Regions from separate parts of the Mus musculus genome. Here region 1 is linked to region 2. The links are chromatin contacts, called in public HiChIP or PLAC-seq maps. All regions are on one chromosome and are shown on one strand. The core of a region is the stretch at or near the end of the contact, and the rest is flanking DNA. Distances in the headings are between cores, read along the strand shown.

Evidence for each region. HiChIP or PLAC-seq counts read pairs in DNA pulled down with a chosen protein or histone mark.
Region 1: a contact with region 2 is called in an HNF4G HiChIP or PLAC-seq map of pancreatic cancer cells. The contact joins two enhancer-like sites. A contact is called at or near these places in 8 of 39 promoter capture datasets (the HPC-7 cell line, HPC-7-derived erythroid cells, cranial neural crest and 5 more) and 3 of 115 datasets of contacts at active chromatin or transcription factors (embryonic stem cells, oligodendrocyte precursor cells and pancreatic cancer cells).

What each region holds. Positions count from the first base shown.
Region 1 is chr3:105,038,440-105,044,301 of GRCm38.p6, forward strand. Cttnbp2nl (CTTNBP2 N-terminal like) reads right to left here. Exons shown (of 6, transcript NM_001163332.1): 2 at 426-548. Among named protein-coding and RNA genes, the nearest start is that of Cttnbp2nl, 12 kb to the right of the region's middle. Within about 2 kb of position 2,967, at least 52 of the 459 cell types and tissues checked have an H3K27ac peak or open chromatin away from gene starts, as enhancers often do. A contact at or near this core is called in pancreatic cancer cells, where this site is marked.
Region 2 is chr3:104,942,176-104,947,456 of GRCm38.p6, forward strand. Wnt2b (wingless-type MMTV integration site family, member 2B) reads right to left here. Exons shown (of 5, transcript NM_009520.3): 5 at 2,630-5,025. The coding sequence ends at 4,796. It also overlaps a transcript of St7l not described here. Among named protein-coding and RNA genes, the nearest start is that of Wnt2b, 17 kb to the right of the region's middle. Within about 2 kb of position 2,941, at least 38 of the 459 cell types and tissues checked have an H3K27ac peak or open chromatin away from gene starts, as enhancers often do. A contact at or near this core is called in pancreatic cancer cells, where this site is marked.

The sequences.
Region 1 (5,862 bases), core at 1,717-4,216, 96 kb after region 2:
ACAATAGAGAAAGACATCCTTTGGCCTCTCTGAACATGCATGCACAGGGATATGTATCATACATATCACACACATAAACACACACATACACACATCTTACCTGTACCTGTAAAAATCACTTCTACACACATATTTTAATACCTGGGACATTTTATTAATAATAACGCATTTTTACTTATTGTTTATAATGCTATATAAACAGTATACAGGCAGGGGAAAACCACAGTTGTGTAACTCAAGACCAACATGTTCTAGTAATCTTTCTTCATAGATATTAAAACTTAGCAATTCTTTGCTATTCTATACATTTGAAGGTACTCCTGATGCCCACTGTAATACTTCTTACATAAGACATATCCAAACTCCATTATGATTCAGCATGGCAGTGGTGGTCTTCCTGTGAGTGGTGTAGAGGTGACACTGACCTGATAATTGGTGGCTGCACTTTGGTCCTCAGGTACGAAGTCTTAGAGGTTTCCTTCAGTTAAACTTTTAGAAAGCTGACAGATATTTAAACTGTTGTCGGCATGGTGGGAAAGTGTCCAACACTGCAACACAAGAGAAATTCATTGTCCATGTGTCCATACTATGAGGAACGTGGCAAGTCCCACTGGTGTCACCTAGGGCCACAGCTGCTAAAGCCTGATAACTGTAGGCTGCTATTGACAAGGGGAAACCACCTAGTCCTCGGGCTGAAGCTGAATCTATACATGAAGTACAGGGCTCTGACTTCCCTTCTGCAAGGGGTAATTAGTGAGCGTGAGAGCTACTGAAAATTTTTTTTCATTTTCTTTTAAGACAGAGACTAGAATGACCTTAAACTCAAATGGTGATCCTCCTGCCTTAGTGTCTGATATACAGAAATCTCTTAAGATGTCCAATGCCATTTCAACTTGTCAAGGGCACTAGGCACAAACTTTCCCTCAATTGCCAAAAGCCTGTCTGCAGGAGACATGACTCACACACAATGCCACAACGCCACAATGCACCTCTGAGCATCATCAGAACGAAAGCGTTCTACCTGCCAAATCTGGGTAAGGAAACGTCTGCTCTTACTCCCCAGTAACTGCAAGGAAACAAATCAACATGCGCTCATTTCCACTATTTAGAAGATGGCCAAACACTGCCAACTTCTATTTTTCCCATCACGTCTACACATTAAGTGTTGGCTTATAAACAAATGTTTTTGCTTATATTTTTCCAATAGTATTAAGCTACTATAAAAAAGAAAAGAAAGACAGACACACATACAACCCACAACATGAAAGATGTGAAACTGACGAGAGAAAAAAAGGAGGCATGGGGAAAGAAGTAGGTAGAGGAAAGGGAGAGAGGAGGGCCTGGGGTGTGGAGGATGGGTGGTGTGTGTGTGGGTCATGCTCAGAACACATGTGTGAGAACTGGGAAGGATGAAATAACAAAAACAAAAGGAAAAAGCAAGTAGGGGGCTTTAACTTTATTTCAATTCATTTATCAAGTCAACAGTTAAACTCTGAATCTCCCAATTTAGGGGAGGAAGTGTGGGTCCATCACAGAGTCAAGAGTAAACGACCAACAGCATGCAGGCCAACCACGAAATAAGCAGGTCCGGCAATTCTGCCAGCGCTCGGGCAGAATTATACAGCTCAAGGTTTTCAGGAAAAGGCTGCTCTTAACCCACACTCATTATCAGAGCCATCACTGCCAGGTTTCAGGCACGCCACCACACACAGCAGGCTGTCGACTCCTGTTTTCTGAGTGAGCTGTTACTACTGACAGCATCCATTAAGTGACTTTGAAAGACGGGATCATTCCAACCAGATGCCCAGCTTGCTCCTCCCAGTAGAGCCCTCCAAGACCCTGCTTGGCCCACAGTTTACACCCAGACACTTCTGTGTAAGGAATGCTACAGTCTATAAATCTGAAAGAAAAACCACTTGTGGACAAGCTGTCTGGGTATGTTCTCACTGCCGGCTGGCAGTGCTTTAAACTTTAGAGGTTTCTTTCTTTCCCCCTTTTTGTGTAGCCCTGGCACTCACTCAGAAGACCAGGCTGGCATAGAACTCACAGAGATCTACCTGCCTCTGCCTCCCAAGTGCTGGGATTAAAGGTGTGCCCTACTTCTGCCTGTTCAGTTTTCTTTAAAAAAAAAAAAAAGTACACACACACACACACACACACACACACACAAAATGTCACATGTACTGCAATGCCCTGAAAAACTAAGGCCACATAAAGGGTAAGTATAAGAGGAGACTTTCCCATACGGTATGCAACTCCAGCCAAATTCGTGCTAAGCATGCCATTTAGTCAGTCCCAGCCTCCTCACCCCATTTCTCCACCTGACAGCGGGAGACTGAGAGTCCTTCTTCACTAAACACACATCTCCCGCTTCCACCTCCTTCTCCCTCTGTCCTGTCTGTCTTTTGAGGCAGTTTTACTATGTAGTCTCTGCTGGCCTGGTATAGTCCTGAACTCAGAGAAATCCCCCTGCCTCTGCCTTATGAGTGCATGAAGTCCTCTTTCTTCTTTTTGAGACAGAGTTTTGCTACGTAGCCCAGGTTGGCTTTTAATTTATCTCTTTGCTTCAGTCCCTCAAGTACTGATCCTTATAGGTGTAATCTACCATGCTTGGCCTACCCATGACAACAATCAGAAGTTCTGGGTATCAAGCCGGGATGCACACGCAGGCCACACCCCTCGCCTTATGCACACACCCACACAGCGCCTCCTTAACTACTTTGATGATTTTGCCTGGGAAATGTGTTGCTGTGCCCTGCTCCGTCTCTGACTAACACCCCAGCTCTGCTCCTTCTGGCCCGCACTACACTGTGCAGCTTGCTTCTCCACAAAGCCCGTGCTCTGGAGCTGAAGTGATCCTGTAGGGCAACAGGCATAGCTGTGTTTTCACCACAGAGACAAGGTGGCAAGAAAAGAAAACACCCCAAACTGCTTCTCCAGCCATGTAAGCAATAGGGCAGGGCAGGGCAGGGCAGGGCAGGGCAGGGCAGGGCAGGGCAGGGCGGAGCGCAGGTAGTGTTTGGGTCTAGTATCTGGGTGTGAGTATCTGGGTGCAAGTGAAGGTTTACTAAGTAGTCAGTAATAAGGAACATGTAGGAAAAAAAAAAAATCAACATTTTAGATGAGTCTTAGTTCCTGACAGGGTAGCCTCAAAAACAAAAACAAAAATCCCACTTAAAAAGTCAAGTCAATTAAAAAAAATTCAGTCATTTTACTATGAGATCATTTTATTACACACTCAGATATTGAACTTAAGTAACTCATACTTGGCCTAAAACTGCCTCACAGGCCACTGAGTGAGGTCTTAGAATCAGTAATTAGATATGACCAGAAAGAGAAACTGAAGTTGCTCCAATCATGTAGCCTGACATAAATCTGTATAAGACCAATATGGGTCATAACTTAAAACTCAGAGATAATGCACAAAATAGGTATTTTGACATCTGTTCACAGAACAGTGCATTATCCTAAAAACCCAGTCTATACCTGGGCATGGTAGTGCACACCGACTATCCCAGCTCTGGGAGGTATGAGGCAGGAGGATAAAAAGCTCAAAGCCAGCCTGGACATAAATACCTGGTGGATTCAAGGCCTGCCTGGGTTATATGAGACCTTTACTAAAAACAGAAACAAAGCCCAGAGCCAGACCAAGCCAAACCAAAGAAAGCCAGTATGTGTGAGATAAATAGGGACCACTGTGCTTAAAGCCACCAAGGCTAAATAAATATGGAGACACGTGCACTGTTTCTAGTGAATCCAGGGGCCCCTTCTTAGGTGGAAAGTACTAGACTATCAGAAGATTAAACACTCTCCACCCTGGCACCCCTGGGCTCAGAAGGGCTACTTGCCTGTCTGTGCTAAGACAGTGTCAGCGTTCCACATGGTCCTACCACTCTTGGTTTTGTTTTGTTATTTTGTTTTTTGTTTGGATCAGGCCAGGGAAGAAAACCATGCTAACATGCTGTCACAAAATGATTTTCTGATTTTAAAAAGTAGTTTTTAGCCAAGTGTGCTGGTGCACACCTGCGACCCAGCTTTTGGGAGACTAAGGCTAGGGGAGTTGAGAGGCCAGCTTCACAGCACGGTAGTACTCAGGGGGAATCGCTTCTTACTACTAGTTCCTTAAAAAATCCTAATGTCAAGGTACAAAACACAATTTCATTTGATGGAATTTTAAAATATTAAGTAATATAAACGTAATTAGCGATACTTTAAACCAAGCTTTTCTCAGCTGACGATACTACAAGACTATTGACATTTCTATAATGTATGTCAATGGGCTGTATGACCCCTTACCCCGAGCTCATGTGGAATCTTAATTCCTAGAATTTCAGAATGTGACTGACTCTGAAGACAGACACACAGCCCCCTGCCTCGCCTTCTTTTTTGGCAGTACTGGTGATTGAACCCAGGGCCTTGAACTTGTTAGGCAAGTGCTCTACCCCTGAGCTAACTCCCAGCACCAGAGACTTTTCAGAGGCAATTAAGTTAAAATGAGGTCATTGCACACTGTGCATACAGTGAGAGATGTTGGAGGACTTACTCATGAATGAGATATCTATCAAACTTCTCCCCTCAAGGCTCAGGGATCTACGTGAGAGAGGAGGTGGGAAGGCTGGAGGTGGTAAGGAAACAGGGTCATCTGGATCCAGCAGCCCTGATAAGAACTGTCAGACATGAGAGCACCCTCAAAACCTGCACGGGTTCAAACAAGGCAAGAGTCCATCATGGAGAAAGGGAGCAAGCACAGGAGTGAGAGGTCACACTCCTCCGCAAGGACTCATCCTAACCTTCCCAGCTATTAGCAACGGACACGGGTGGGACAAGGGAAACCGGGCTCCTGTAACCAAGTGTCCCTGGCTACATGACAGGGTAGGCCCAGTGCCTAGAAGTCACCAATGCAAAATGGACTCCATGGTGTTTTTGTTATTTTTCTTATTGAGTTTATTTTTGTTCTGCTTTTCAAGGTTTTGATTCTTATCTTCCTGAGAGACAAGAGAATGAACCAGAAGGTGGATGGTGGTGGTGGTGGGGGCGCGGGAAAGGGAAACAGTATGATCAAAATACATGTATGAAAAATCTTAATAAAAAAATTGGTCACTACAATCCTTAATCCAATAAGACTGGTATCCTATAAGAGAAAATTAGAATACAGACCAGTCAGGGAAAGTGCAAGGCGAGAATCCACTCTGATCAGAACAGTGCTCTAAGCTTTTAGCCAATGATAACAATATTTGAAAAAATACATTCTTTTTATTCAAACCACCCAGACTGTGGTGGCAAAATAAAACAATATACTAGCTACTTACTTTTCTTTTCTTTGTTTGTTTCCTATGTCTGCTTGGCCTGGACCTTACTGTGTAAAGTAGGCTGACTTCAAACTCGCAACCTTCCTGTTCAGCTCCCAAGTGCTACTGTGTCCCCAGACCCTGCGTTCTATTCTTTTGGGGAGGGGGTGTTATTTATATATTTTATGTATACAGACGCTGCTGTGTCTGCATTATGTCGGCACACCAGAAGAGGGCACCAGATTGTGGGCTGCCATGTGGGGCTCTTAAATGCTGAGCCATCTCTCCAGTTCCACTTTCTACTCTTAAAGTGCATCTGAACAACTAGGTCTGAGCTTTCCCCTCCATGTGAGGACTGACTGTAACGCCCCCTTCCTCACACAGCTTGCCCTACTATGTGAGGACTGACTGTAACACACTCTTCCTCACACAGCTTGCCCTACTATGTGAGGACTGACTGTAACACACTCTTCCTCACACAGCTTGCCCTACCATCCATGTGAGGACTGACTGTAACACACACAGCTTGCCCTTTTCTCCTAGCCATGCAATAAACAGCATTACAATAAAAACA
Region 2 (5,281 bases), core at 1,691-4,190:
ATTTTTGTGGAATCCCCGTCTTGGAATTTGTCTAAAGTTGAAACTGGGCCGGGCGTGGTGGCGCACACCTTTTAACCCCAGCACTTGGGAGGGGCAGAGGCAGGCGGATTTCTGAGTTTGAGGCCAGCCTGGTCTACAGAGTGAGTTCCAGGACAGCCAGGGCTACACAGAGAAACCCTGTCTCGGGGGGGGGGGGGGGGGGAGTTGAAACTGTGGCTTGGCTTTTCTGTTTGGCCATAGTTGCTTACAGGGGCTGATAGTGTTGACAAAATGGAACCAGAATTCTGCCTTCTTGATTAAAAAACTCCTATGTCCAGCTGTTCTGTCAGTAGATTCATGGGCAAAATGGAAGTGAATAACAACAAAAGATACTCAACAACAAAAGAGTTAGGGAGCAAAGCAGAGAATATTCGTCTTTCAAATCCTGGGTGAGTGCCGCATCCTAAGTGAGTGGCTGCAGCAGTGCCCAGTGATACCCAGGCATGGAAGGAGGGGAACTTCAGATCTGTTAGCTGAAACCTGTCAATCATCCAAAGATAAAGACCACTCCCGACAGGTCAGCAACTGGGCCGCATTCAGCCTTGTCAAGCACTGCTTGTTCTTCCAGCACCCCTCTTAGGATCACTCCTGGAACCAAAGGTGTCCTGCTTTCTGGTCTGTTAAGAGTGTAAAACAGCAGATGATAAAAAGCAAGCCCAGTGACGGTGCATACCTCGGGGCAGGTCCAGGAGGCTGGCCAGTCACTCAGAACACATAGGATGCACTTCTCCCTGTCCTCAGTGCAGACCAGGTTTGAGAAGTTACCCGGCCTCAGCCACTCTGCTTGGGTGGTAATTCTCCACCCTTGATCTCTTCTCCATGCCCTTTCTGTGTCCTTCCTCTACCACCTCCCAGGGGAGTACCAATTCCCAAAGCAAACACTGCATGCATGTTGATAATGTAGTTTTGAAACATTCCTTGCTTGTAGCTGACCCTGTTGTTGGTGTGACTTCTGGAGGATCTAGCTGCTTATTTTAATTGTTGGGAGAGGTGAGATTATTATAATCCCCATACAACCCAAAAAATGCTGTGGGAGTCTGTTTTGAGTCCACCTTCTGCACATGGGTCCATGTGTGTCCTCAGAGTTATGCTCAGGCTGACAGGAAGGGCAAAGAGTAAAAAAGAAGCATGCCTTTCTTATATTCCAACACTGCTTCGGAGGTGCCCAGCCCCCGCAGTACAGGCAGTTCCCAAGTGGAAGGTGGGGGCAGAGGCCTCCAGCAAGGCCATCAATAACCAGGTGTGTAATGTGAAGCTCGCTGTATTTCATTTCTGCACCCAGGGCCAGCTCTGCAGGGTTGCTTATGGAGCGCTCTGTGTCTGGCACCTCTCTCCACCAGACCCAGGCGCCCAGGGCCCACCGACCTGCCCAGGAATGCACTGCATTGTTCTCTGCTGCTGTAATTTGGCTGCAGGAGCTAAGCAGAATGCCTCCCAGGGATGAGAAACACTCTCCCTGGCCGCGTCCCTTATCCCCAGCTAGCTTGGGCTTCTGCCCTATGACCACTGAGGGCATTTAAATACAAATTTTAGAAAGGTGGGGTGGGGGCGGGAAATCCTGATTATCTGTCTTCTATTAAGCCATGCAGAGACTTATGTCCTGAGTGGGTCTAAGAATTTGGCAAGAGACCTGATGGTTGGTGTTCTCGATAAGGGATGCAAGAGAAAGGGGAAGATAGTTTCCTACAGCAGAGAGGAAGAGAGATGAAGCCTGGAGTGCTCATAAGTTAAATCTCCAAAGCTTTGCACACAGACCCTCAGGACAGTATTTTCTTCTTTTAATCTGAAGTACACTAATGAAGAGCGTGCTCTGATGCCATTGTTCAGAGCTGAAAACTGAAAGCTTCTTTTCTATAGTGCTGAGTTATGGGGTATGGCCAACATTCTTTCTTCCTGTTTGTTTGAGACAGGGTCTTACTCTGCTCTTAAACTAACATGGAACTCACTGCTCATAAACACAGCTATCCTCCTGCATCAGCCTCCCAGAGTGTTGGGATTACAACCATAAGCCATCACCCTGGCTCTTCTATTTAAAAGAAACTGCCTGCAGGCTGTGCAGCCACTTCTCCGAAAAGATCCTATTATCCCTAAAGGATAGAAACAGTACCTTTTAAGTTCACTTTGTATCCAAATAGCTCCTATTGAAATACACTGTCCTAAATGTTTATCAAAAGATAAATGAAGTAAGGGCCAACACGAGAGAAAGGAACTGAGGAAGGAGGTTAAGACACCGCTGGTGGGCAACAAACCTCTACCATCTAGAGACAGAAGAGGAGGCCTTCAGAGCAGACAAGGAGTAGGTAGCAACAGAATTCTGTGGAGTCCCGGCACGGAATAAAGTTCTTGTTTTGTTGCTTGTTCCAAATAAATCAGTTTGTTTGTATAGCGCAGAATGAGCGCCAGTTGTCTAAAGCCAGTTGGAATGCAGAGACAAGCTAAGTTCGGAGGAAAAACTAATTGCTTGGCCACCATTCCTTCTTGGGGCCACACAGCTTCCGTAGCAGGACTCGGATATCTTTTCTCTCACATAAACACCTCACTTTACAAACTTCTCACTCCCTGGACAGCTATTTCTCTCTGAGCCATTTATAAGTGGTTGTATATCTTTATCAGCTAGAATTTGGAGCCCAGGCAAAGGCATGGAGTAATATGAGATGTCACAGATGTCTGCCACAGCTAAGAACCCAAACTCAAAGAGAATACAGCACAAGTAGATTTACCTCAGGCTGGCTCCCCAGTGAAGGCCAATGCCATCACTGATACCGTAACTTGGATGTTCTCGCCCCTGCCCCAAAACTCCTCTCTTCCAAGAGAAGTCCCTCTTCCCCTCCGCCCCCCTCCGTGACCCCACCACTGGCTCATCAGTTATCCCGTTGACTCTACTCTGCGAGGAAGACATTCCCTCCGCCTGACTCACTCAGTCCCGTTTCTCCAGTCATCCCCTCACCACAGACCACAAGGGCCCTGACTAGCTCATGTTTTGTGTTAATGGATGTGAAACCGGAGCAAATCCCCTCACCAAAAGAAAAACCATACTAAACTCTCCCACACAGGTCTCAGCAGGTTACACAAATATTAGTCCTATCATCCAAATAAATCTGCCTCTGTGGCCAGAGCTGTGCCCCCCCACCCCACCCCACCCCAGCCTCCTGCTGCCTGGGCAGAAAGAGGTTGCTCCACAAACATCTGAGAGTACGATTGGATGAAGAGGAACCTGAGAAGAGAGAGAGGAGCTATATCCAGAATTCCTTGTGAAAGCCTTTGAATCTAGTCTGTTGTCTGCCCAGACAGCCCTAAATCAGAAGGTCCCAGAGAAGCAGGAAGTACTTGACCAGTGAGAGTGTTGATGACGTCTATCAGTCGGCTAGAGTTTGGGGCACAGTTAGATCTCAGTTTCACCCTCACTTTACAGATAAGAAAATGGGAGAGGAGAATTTAAAGACCCTGCTGAAAATAAAAAATAGAGAGTAAATAGCTGGGATTAGACCTAAGTCTAACTGTGGATTTCTATACTATTTCTGTTTATCAATAGGGAAGAAGATGACCATTGTCGAGGTCACATAAAACTAGACCATCAAGGTTTGGAACCCCCATGTCACTGTGCCTGCTCTCTTTGAAGGCTCCACTCCTGTGTACCCTCGTTAGGCAACGGTCAGTAGCACAGAGAGAACCTTCCCTGTTTAAGTCGATCGTGGAACGTGCAGTAGTTAACAGTTGGACCTGGTGAATCACAAAATAAAGATTTGCTGGGTAAATGAGAAAGGCCTTATAGGATGTTTGCCACCTCGGCTCCAGCACCAGCTCTCTCTCTATAGCTGCTGCCTTTTGTTCCTACTTCAAAGCTGAAGATCCTCAAGAACTAGCAAAATGCGAGATCTCTGCCTTCCTAGTATACACTGATCCTCATGGAACCCCTGAGATCAGGTGCGCTCACCCTTCCCATGAGTTACCTCCCTTCCTACCGAATCTCCGGAATAGTGGATGTGGGGGAAGTCCCAAGGCCTAGCCAGGCTTTCTATGTCATTCTCTCACAATCCTGTTCCGGGCCTCTAATGGCCTGGTAAGAATTTGACCCACTGCAAGCTGCCTCACTCTGAACAGGCAGCCAGTGAGCAGGCTGCTGCTGTGTGATGTAGGTGGAAAGGGAGGCACAGAGAATGTGTATCTGTAGAGCATTGTGATTTTCCTCCTCACCAAACCACTACTTTATAAGCTGCGTAGAAGCATGATGTGGAGCCTTGTTCAATGTGGCTAACCCATCTAGCTATCTCAGGGTCTCAGCAGAATACTATGGCCTAAGATTGTCTGCCCGTACTGTCTCCAGCAAAGGGACAGGCAGTTTTATCTCTGTCCTATCCTCAGGCAGAGTAGCATCAAACACGGAAGCTACCTCCAGGTTCCCTTCCTGTTGCATACCCAAAGAGGATCAGAAGTCAGTGCAAGCAAAGGGGAGGATGAGCCTTGACTTAGTGCAACTCAAATCACTCTGAAGACAGACCTCTCCTACTCTCCCTTCAAACCTCCAGATGGACCATCAGGGAGTCACTCAGCCTCCTAAATCCATCCCCTATCAACACGTCCCTAGGGCTAAGGAACCAGGCGGCCGGGACATTGGGGTCCCTCCGGATCACTCTCCAGGTCCGTGACAGAAGCCATAGCAGCCCAGGATTGAGGGTAGAGGAAGGTGCGCATGCAAGGGTCTTGTGCTTTTGAGTCAGAGGCTTGAAGTGGAGGGAAGAATGAGGTTTCTGTGTGTTCAGGTCTGGTCCAGCCACTCTGCCTTCTTAGGGGCCTTGCATGTGTGGACATCCACAGTGTTTCTGCACTCCTTGCACCGCACAGCACAGCACCAGTGGAATTTGCACTCACACTGGGTGACGCGGGTGACCCGAGTTGTGTCATACCCTCGGCCACAACACATGATTTCACACCCATCTGTTCCTTTAGAAGTCTTGCTGCAGACGCGGCCTGCGGTACCTAGGGAACCTGAGTCAGGGAAGAGAGGTGAGAAACAAGTCACTTTTGTTTATGCCACTCTGGGTACCCTTACACCCCCTTATTTTTTTCTTAAGATTTATTTATTTATTATATGTAAGTACACTGTTGCTGTTTTCAGACACACCAGAAGAGGACATCTAATCTCATTACAGATGGTTGTGAGCCACCATGTGGTTGCTGGGATTTGAACTCAGGACCTTCAAAAGAGCAGTCAGTGCTCTTAATCACTGAGGCATCTCTCCAG